2 separate regions of the Pan troglodytes genome follow, and region 1 is linked to region 2. Evidence: chromatin contacts called from public Hi-C data. All regions are on one chromosome and are shown on one strand. The core of a region is the stretch at or near the end of the contact, and the rest is flanking DNA. Distances in the headings are between cores, read along the strand shown. Region 1 holds the start of RAP2C (RAP2C, member of RAS oncogene family). Region 2 has its middle 200 kb from the start of STK26.

Region 1 (4,693 bases), core at 846-3,345, 390 kb before region 2:
ATGAGCAGCAGAGCTCCAAATCAGGCAACAGCACGTGTGAAAGGAGCAGTGACCTGTGGGGAAACTCATAACTCACAGACCAAACCTCTTCCAGCAGAGGGCAGTGCCTCTGATACGACACAGGGCCCAGGCCAGCTGGAGCCAGAGCTGGGGACTTCGCTGGAGAGATGGCACCGGCCTGAGGTCAAGGAGAAATTGAACTAAACTCTCCTTTGAAGACTGTAAGTGACATTGGGGAATACTCAGGGAGGGACAGTGGGACCTCACACTACTATGATTCGCCTGTGTTCTAATATCCAACAATTTAGGCTGAGTAATAAATCTCTTTATAGAGTTTGGCCATTTAGGGCTTGTAAGTAAGGGAATTTGGAGTCATTTTTGCTAGGCTGGCCACTGAGTCTCGCAGGTTTCTGGGTACATGCTTGAATTGAAAAGAAAGTGACACACCTAAAATACAGCCTAGACTCCTGGCCCTGGGGCTCTGTGGATCCGACACAAAGTTTACAAATAGAAAGCTAGCAAAGGGAAAGATAGTCGGAAGTAACAATTTTATCTAAAAATAGAAACTTAGAATCTAACACCAGAGTTACTACTTGCTTTTGAATGTCAAAGACTACATAGGATGGCCTTTAAAACAAAACTTCAGCATGTAAGAGCCAGCCAAGCAAATTGTTATACATAAAGATAATCAACGATTAAAATAAATTAGTCTTTAGGCCTAAACCGTTTCCAATCAAATCTTTCCTGAATATTGGTTACCTTTTCTGCCGTGTAGTGGTTGGAATCAAATGAGAACATAGCTGAGCAGAGTACCATAAAGTCTACTTCTAATGCTGCTGTTTTCGAGCCTTGTGATTTTTTTTAAGTGACTTTAGTATTCGCTGGTAAAGTCAAGGCGGATCTACCAGACGGTAAAAGTTCTGCGTGTTTGTCAGGCACGGCTAAGTAAAACGCACTGCATCTGAAGTCTAAGGGTAGTTTGCATGCATCTCTCAGCAAAATAGCAAGTGGAAGAAATACCAGCAAGGAGAATAAACTTTCTGGGCTGTTTGATTTCCCCTGCAACTTCTAGTCCAGGGATGTTTGGCGTTCTCCCGGTCGCTAGATTATTAGCCCGCAGGTTCCGCGCCGGCCAGGGAGCGGCTCAAGTCCTAGGGCCGGGCGGCTGGAGGTTGCAGGTCGGAGGGGCTTCTACGGGTTTGGGGGTGGGACGGTCCGCGGCAGCCGCGGGCGGGTAAGGACTGACGTCGCAGGTTTCCAGAGGCCCGTTCCCGAAGCCGGAGTCCCGACCCGAAACCGTCCCCGGCCGGCTCGCTCGCTCAGCAGGGCGCGGCTCCAGCGCCACCCTGCTCGCCCCGAAGAGGTGGGACTTTCCCCACCGGAAGTGATCCCGTCCAGTCTCGGGGAACTGGGGCACCTCAGCCAGTGTGTCAGGGAAACCCTTCCGGGTGTGTGCTTGGGGGGGGGGTGGGGGGGTGGGTGAGAAAAAAAAGAGGTGGGTTCGCCTGGAGTCCCTGCGGCCGCCGCCGGACGGCCCCCGCCTCTTTCCCCGCCGCGAGCAGCAGCGCTGGGGCAGCGGAGAGACAGAGGAGCCAGTGGGTGGCCATGGCCTTGGCGTGACAGAGCCTCCCCGGCGGCCGGGCGGGTGCGGACGGCGGGGTAAGCGGCGGTAGCTTGATCCGGGTGGGAGTCGGGGGAGGCGGCGGCCGGCGCCGCAGGTTCGGGGCGGGGGTCAGCCGGGTAATGTGCGTCCTTCTCCCCTTCACAGGCCGGACGACCCCCGCGGGAGCCGGGGCCCAGAAACCCGCCCGGGCAGCGGTAACTGGAACGGAGCCCTCAGGCCTGAGCCGGCTGGGCTGCGCGAGCAGGAAGCGGGGTCCCTGGGCCCCTTTGTGTGAAGGGCGGGGGAGGGGTGCCGGGCAGCGCCGGGCTGCGGGCTCCTCCGACGTCCGCCTCGCCGCGGGGTCCCCTCGCCGCAGCCCCCACCCTTTCCCTCCCGGGGGCACGCGCCTCCTCGCCACCCTCGCCGGGCTTTTCCCAGGCTCGCCCTCCTCCCCACGCCCCCTGCTCGGGCTGCAGTTCCTATAAGAAGGGCATTACCATCCCTTCCCCACCCTCCCCGACTCTACGCTCTTTCCCCTCCCCCTCCTGTAACTTCCTCTTCTTCCCCGGTTGGGCCCTCTGCTCCTCTGCACTCTCCTCCCCAGTTCGCAGATTTCCGCCCACCTTCCGCCTCGTCTAGCCGCGCCGCAGCTAGCGGGGTGATCTTTCCCCCCCCTCTGGTAGGAGTTGGTGAAGGTGAGACTCATGAGGGAATACAAGGTAGTGGTGTTAGGGAGTGGAGGGGTTGGCAAATCTGCCCTTACTGTGCAGTTTGTCACTGGGACTTTCATTGAGAAATATGACCCCACCATTGAAGATTTCTACCGCAAAGAGATCGAAGTGGACTCTTCCCCCTCCGTGCTGGAAATTCTGGACACCGCAGGAACTGAGCAGTTTGCCTCCATGAGAGATCTCTACATCAAAAACGGCCAAGGTTTCATCCTGGTTTATAGCCTGGTTAATCAACAGTCTTTTCAGGTAACCAAACCAAGTCTTGTAATTTGTTAGAAGGGGGTGTGGTAATCCGACATCGACTTCTGGGTTGCTTGAACCGTGCATTAATGACTGTGCTTTGCTTTTGAAAGTTAGACATGACGCATTTTTGAGGTTACTCCTGCCACGGAAGACTATCGGGTTGTTTCTATAGAGCGTAGTAAAAAGTAACAAGCGTCAACAAATATTTTAAAGCTATTTTTAAGTGAAAGAAAAGTGAAAAAGAAATGTCAGTCTGTGTATATTTCGCCTGGAATATAACCTTCTGAAGTTGCTTGCTCAATTCAACAAGTATTGATTAACTTACACGACAAAACATCTAACAAATAATCTCGGGTAAATAGAGCACTTTGAAAAAATTATTTGGAGCCGATTATCTGTTCCACAGATAAGTCCTCTGTGTCTATCCCACCCACACCTTCCCCTCCCACCCCCCAACACCCCCTCCCGCCGCCCTCCCCTTCTCTCTCAAGTTTCTCAACTAGATTCATAAATCTTAGTGTTGCAAGACGAAGAACTCAAGACCTGCCTTCTAGGCATTTTACTTAATTACTTGGGGCGTGTAGTAGGAAGAAAAGTTACTAATAGAAAAGACTAGTACCTAGAATTAATAACCAACAAAAATCAGGAATGACTCTTTTTCTGCAGTTGATCCAAATTGTTTCTGGTAACATTGCCTGTATTTACAGAAAATACGTGGGTCTGGGAACACTGAACAAGTGCAGATTTCTTACTCCGGCTGGGTGGCCAAACTGGATGTGGTCCAATCTCTTAGAAAATCTGTCCTGTCCTTCACTGGGAAACAGACTGAAGGTTTAACGTTATTTTAGGATATGCAATGTATGTTTCTATTTATTCCTCGAAAATGAATAACCTCATATTGACCCATTATATTGACCTCCATTGATTTAGGAAATGGATATATTTTTTCTGCATTTAAAGGTATGCACTTAATGTAGCTTGCTTAAGAGACCTTAAGTGCTTTAGCCAATACAATGTGCTAATTCCACTTTCTTTAGTATTTTAAATTAAAGTACTATAGTGAACTTTCCCAGTAACCTGATAGAACAACTTCAGGGATTTTTTTTTTAAGATGATAAATTCTGGGGAAACAAATAAAAGCTATTGAGACCAAACTAAATTCATTTTATGTAGGCATAAATTCCCAAACAATAGTATCATAAAAGCATTTTCCCCCAGAAAGTACCAAAGTACTGAAGGTGCTGTTTGACAGGCATTTTTTCCCTAAAGGATCCTCAGGAGATTTGTTATTCTATCAGCTTACTCTCTGGAGGCTGAGAGTCTTTTGAAGGGTGTTTCATAAGATTTCTGTTATATCCATTTCTGTTATAGACATGAATTGGGAGTGAAAAACTGTGCCGTTATTTCAGTGGAGATGTAAACTCTTTTGAGCCCAAATGCCCTAAGTTTGGATTTTCAGCTGAACTTATGTTTCCATAAAGACAATGGGAAATAAGCGTAACCTAGAAATCTGAGTTGATATATTATCAAACCAAATTGATGCAAATATCAAATAACTATATTTTTATAGATTTTCATAGTCCCTTGCTTTTCCGTAGGCCCACATGTGAATATTCTGTACTTACTATGACTTCCAATTAAGCATACATTTTCTATTTAAGGCAAACTTTTAAAATTATGAAATATTACCGAAAATGGTGATTTTTATAATTAAGTCTATAATATTGTATTAAATCAATACTTGCCCCCACCTCCCAAAATTGATGCTACTGGAGAATTGCTAACGCTCTTATCTTTTGTAATTCGTTGTAACTACTTGGAAAAAGTAATACGCATAGGGAAACAAGTAGTAAAAACAAACACAGGCAAAAAAAAAAAAAAAATGACTTCTTCCCACCCAGACTCCCCTTGCACTATCCTTCCCAGGAGTTGCTCACTGTTACAGTAGTTTCTAGTGAATTTAAGTGTATTTTAAGGTGTTTGATTTTACTGGAATAAATGCATACCATTCAATTTAAAATAAAACATTTAAGTGTATCCATCTGGTTGTACCTCTTTTATTCTAGGCATTACAAAGTGGTTTTTTTCCCCACTTAAAACACTTTCACTCAAGCCC
Region 2 (4,701 bases), core at 8-2,507:
AAATCATCTTTGAAGAAAGGCATGGACCTATCTCCCAGGCATGCGTGTACTTAAACTTGCAAAATAAATTTCTAAAACTATTGAGACCTGTCTCAGACACTTTTTAGTTCACAAAACATAATCCAGATGTTTATCAGTATTACTAATAGGTACTGTTTATGACAGTGCTTTACTCTTGGTCAGCACATGGTTCTTTTCTGAATCCTTTGCAAATCCTTTGCAAGCACCATGTCTTAATTACGTAAGATAAAATACCATAAGATTGACCCCTAAGTGATAAGCATATACACACTAAAGTCACAGGAAACCATTGACAGTCATATAAGAACATAGGAACATGCCTGTGTTCCGATTTTAAATTATTTTGACTATCAGACTGTATCAGTCTCCTCTGACTGGAATTTATACATATTTGAGTTTGTGTATCCTTCCAAATGGGCACTGTATAGCACGCAGTCTTGAGAACCATCTAGACACTTAGCTTAGGGTTCCAGACAACTGCTTCTCCCTCAACACACAGGCCTAGTGCCTAGGCCAGAAATGGAGTAGGACTCCCGGGAAACATGGGAAGTGAGTCAGGCAAGAACAACATGGATTTGCTCTTCTCCAAGCCCTTAGATGCAACCATTTGCTTTTCCCTCTAGGCCTGGATCCCTGAGGTTTGACCCCTGATACACCAAGACAATTTAGTACCATGAGAAAAAGTTAGGTGAAGAAAAAGCAGAACTGTGAAGACTAGGTAAGTGGAAATTGAGTTCTTGAACTGAAAAGACCCCTGATGAGAGTGTAGGTTTAGGCGCCAGTTTGATTTCAGATGAAAAACCAAAAGCAAAATCACAATAGTGTGAGCGAGTTTCTCAAGTCAGCCATATTTCCTGGTGCCTTAATCTGTTGGTCACATTTTTTTTTTCATACCGGACGGGCGGGAGAAGAGGGCTTGGGGGCAGTATTGGATAGAATTCCAGGAGCAACACTGCCATCGTGAGGAAATTTCTGGAAAAAGCCCCATCCCTTAGAGGGCTTATATTGGAAAGTTCCAGGCTCGGACCATGAGCTGGATCTTAGTTCCACCTCCTGAGGCCTACCTGAAGCTCTGGACAGAGTGAGGTCCAGGTGTAGGAACTGGCCCGTGGGGAGGGAAGACTAAGTCGGCCTCTGGCAGGAAGTCCAGGCCCAGGAAGTTGTAGGGTGGGGTCTTGGTATTCTCCCAGTATGGGCGGGACTGGAGGAAGCCACCAACCAACGAAGTACTGGGCCTGTGGGTATTCGTCTCTCTCCCCGCCCCTGAGAGTCTGGGAAAGGCTGACACGTGGTGCCTTCAGGCTCTGGGGCCTAGGACCTTTGTGGTAGCAGAGTCACTGCAGAGAACCAGACAATACCAGGTTGCTTATAAAAGGATGCCATGTGCTTGCTGGAGGTCCCAGGTGCAACCAAATTGCTTGCAGCTAGGAGGACCTTGAAGAGAAATGGAATCAGCCCGCCAAACCAAGAAGGGTTAGCACTTTTGCTAGGAGAGCTGACCACGCACAAACAGATGAGAACCAAAACCGAGTGAAGAGGATTGAAGATGAACCCACATTTTAAAAGTTCTTGTCTGCTGGAGGTGGCATTACCTGTGACCTCGCTTCACTTCTCCATACATGGCTGTTATAGCAGGTACATTGTAAAGAAGCATGATTATTTCTAGAAATGCAAAAACATGTGGCAAGATTTTAAAACCTGTCATTATTCTAAAGAATACTTAATGAGATTTGAAGAGCATTCAAGTTACAAATGAGGAAAACTTGTTTTAGCATTCAAAGTACAAGAGGATTTGAACATTTTTTAAGTGTATATTATTTGTGCAAAGTGAAGATATAAGAATGTATGGCAAGGATATTTTTAAGTGGCTATTTCTTGTTGTGATTGAAGTACCGTTTACTTTCTACTTATAATTTCTTAAAATCTAAACGGTGCCAGCAGTGGGTGTAACTTTTGTAATTTCTTGAAATAGAAAGGTCTTCTAGAGTAAGATGCAAAAAAAATCCAAGCACTCAAATATACATTGTCATTCATGTATGCAAATGGTATAAGGTAGTGTTGAAGACTGTGCAAAACTATATCCAGTTTGCATTCAATTATCTTTAAAGAGAAGGATAGTCCATGCTCCCAGAGGTTGAATAAAAATAAATAAATAAAGAGAAGTAAATATATATATAATAGGTGCAATCATTTTCTTTTCCCTCTAGGCCTGTAAGCAGGTAACTAGGACCTATCTATCTAATGCTTATACATATATATGCATTATGCATATCATGCATAATCATGGTCAGTGTTAGAGTGAGTATGCGTTTCAACTTTATAGATTTTACATAAAATTTTAAGATAAAATTTTGGTATAAGTTTTGAAAAATATAAACAAAAGAAATCCTAATGTTCTGAGGCATAAGCACATAGTGCCTGTTCCAATGTTAGTATATATATATATGTATATATATATATATATGTATATATATATGTATATATATATGTGTATATATATATGTATATATATATGTGTATATATATGTATATATATATATGTATATATATATATATATATATATATAGTCAGCATAGTAATGATTAGGTAAGGCAGGTATCAAAATTAAGATACTTGAGTGGTGGCATTATAGGTATTATGTCCTGTGTATAAATTTTTTAAAAATTGAGAACCTAACATTCTTTAATGAATTAGTCAATCAAGAAGCTCATTGCAAATATTTTATTATCTAAAATCCAGGTCTTGCAAATATTTCATGACAATTTCAGTTACCCAGGAACGAGCAGTGAAAAGTTTGCATCTAAAACATGATGCATATATAAATTTAATTTAAATATGTTTATTGTAGTGTATTACCGTAAATATAGACCTGTGTGCATGTTGAAATAATGGGAGTAAATATGCAAAAGGCTATTAGTGTTTAATACAAGATTTTATGACAGTGCTTTTGTTCTTGATCAGCACGTGGTTATTTTCTAAATTCTTTACAAGCACCATGTCTTAATTACTTATGAGAAAACACCATAAGACTGATTCCTAAGCTTAAGCAGTGGCACACACATATATAATAAAGCCATAGGAAGCCATTAAAAGTCAAATAATGACGTGCATGGGAACTTGCTTGTGTTTTAATGTTGAATGATGGAACCATAAGACAAAATCATGTTCCTTTCTACTGGAATTTTGTAAGTTTGGAGTGTGTGTGTCACCCCAAGAGGGACATTGTATGGAATTCAGCCTTGAGATCTATCTGGACCCTCCTATTAGGGTTCTGACATGGCTGCCCCCAACTCAATACACAAGACCTAGTGCCCAGGTCAGAAAATGGAGGACTCCCAGGGAACCTGGCAGTGAAACAAGTCACATGGCCTGGTGCCTAGATTTGTTCTTCTCTAGGCTGTTATTTCCATTATTTCCTTCACTTTCTTAGCCCTAGGTCCCTAAGAATTTCCCACTGAAGCAGATAACTTGGGAAATTGTTGGGGATCAAGGTTGAATGAAGAAGAGCAGACCTACAAAGCTATGGTAGAGTGGAAATGGGCATTTTTTTGTTTTTTTAAATTTAATTATTATTATACTTTAAGTTTTAGGGTACATGTGCACAATGTGCAGGTTAGTTACATATGTATACATGTGCCATGCTGGTGTGCTGCACCCATTAACTCGTCATTTAGCATTACGTATATCTCCTAATGCTATCGGAAATGGGATTCTTTAAACAAAGTATGGCTGATGAAACTGGGTGGTATAGGCTTCAGTCTGAGTTCAGAGGGAAACCAGGAGCAAAAGTAAATTCGAAAGAGCATATTTCCCCCAAACAGGGCCAATAGCAAGGCAGCTTTGTTTCCTGTCTCCTTTGTCTTGGTAGCTTTTTTCAGATTGAATGGGTGAGAGGAGAAGGGCTCTGGGGGTGGGGTGCCCAGGCAAGGCTAATCAGCTTTTCCAGAGCAATACTGCCATCAAGAGGATGTAGTTTGACAAAACACAAACCCAAAGTTGTTAGAGCTCCCCCAAGTTTTAGCAACTGAGAAATGTTGGGCCTTTTGTGAGGTTGAGTGGACCCTAGCCTTAAGTAGGTCCCCTTCACTTTAAATCTGAAGCCTTCCAGGAGCTCTGGACAAAGGCAGGATCCTGGGGGAGAAGCTGATAAGTGGGGGGTCGGGGGAGGACTGAAGGGACAGCTACTAGGCAGGTGGAGTATAGGAAGTATTGGGGCTTAGATATCTACCCAGTGAGGGTGGGGCTAAAACAAATGGCTCAGATCCTATTTGGGGGAACTTCTGGCCACATATCCTCTGGCCGTGCCCTTTGAACAATGAGGTAGGGGGTTGGCACAAGGTGTAAGCAATGTTAGGGTGCAGATGAAACATCTCATTCCAGATGATATCTAACAGCAGCCAGCGTGCTTTCTGGGGGTCTCAAGGATACCTAAAAGTCTGGTGCCCCCATTGCCTAGAGCAAGGAAGACCTGAGGAGAAGGCAGTGTGTGTCACTTGGCCAAGCCAATAAATCCTTGAACATCAATAGGAGTGCAGATATACACAACCAGAAGACCTGGAAGTATTTTCTGAAGCCAGGAGGTAACAGCTACCGTGGCTTTGCAGCACTTTTTCTAGGGCCCAGTGTGAAGGCCTACCTATTTAGAGAAACCTACTCTTAGCTCTATTAAAGGAACAGAA

Evidence for each region. A called contact is a pair of places that touch in the nucleus more often than the background predicts.
Region 1: a Hi-C map of induced pluripotent stem cells shows a contact between it and region 2, with 2.9 times the contacts expected there. The contact joins the promoter of RAP2C here to the enhancer-like site in region 2. A contact is called at or near these places in 3 of 7 Hi-C or Micro-C datasets (induced pluripotent stem cells and stem cell-derived neural progenitor cells) and 1 of 1 datasets of contacts at active chromatin or transcription factors (stem cell-derived excitatory neurons).

The regions. Positions count from the first base shown.
Region 1 is chrX:129,675,707-129,680,399 of NHGRI_mPanTro3-v2.0_pri, reverse strand. It overlaps RAP2C (RAP2C, member of RAS oncogene family), which reads left to right and starts at 2,095. Exons shown (of 3, transcript XM_054676626.2): 1 at 2,095-2,580. The coding sequence starts at 2,308. LOC107971183 (a long non-coding RNA gene) reads right to left here and starts at 1,377. Exons shown (of 3, transcript XR_001714145.4): 1 at 760-1,377.
Region 2 is chrX:129,282,822-129,287,522 of NHGRI_mPanTro3-v2.0_pri, reverse strand. No RefSeq gene overlaps it. Among named protein-coding and RNA genes, the nearest start is that of STK26, 200 kb to the left of the region's middle. Within about 2 kb of position 1,257, at least 9 of the 24 cell types and tissues checked have an H3K27ac peak or open chromatin away from gene starts, as enhancers often do. A contact at or near this core is called in induced pluripotent stem cells and stem cell-derived excitatory neurons, where this site is marked.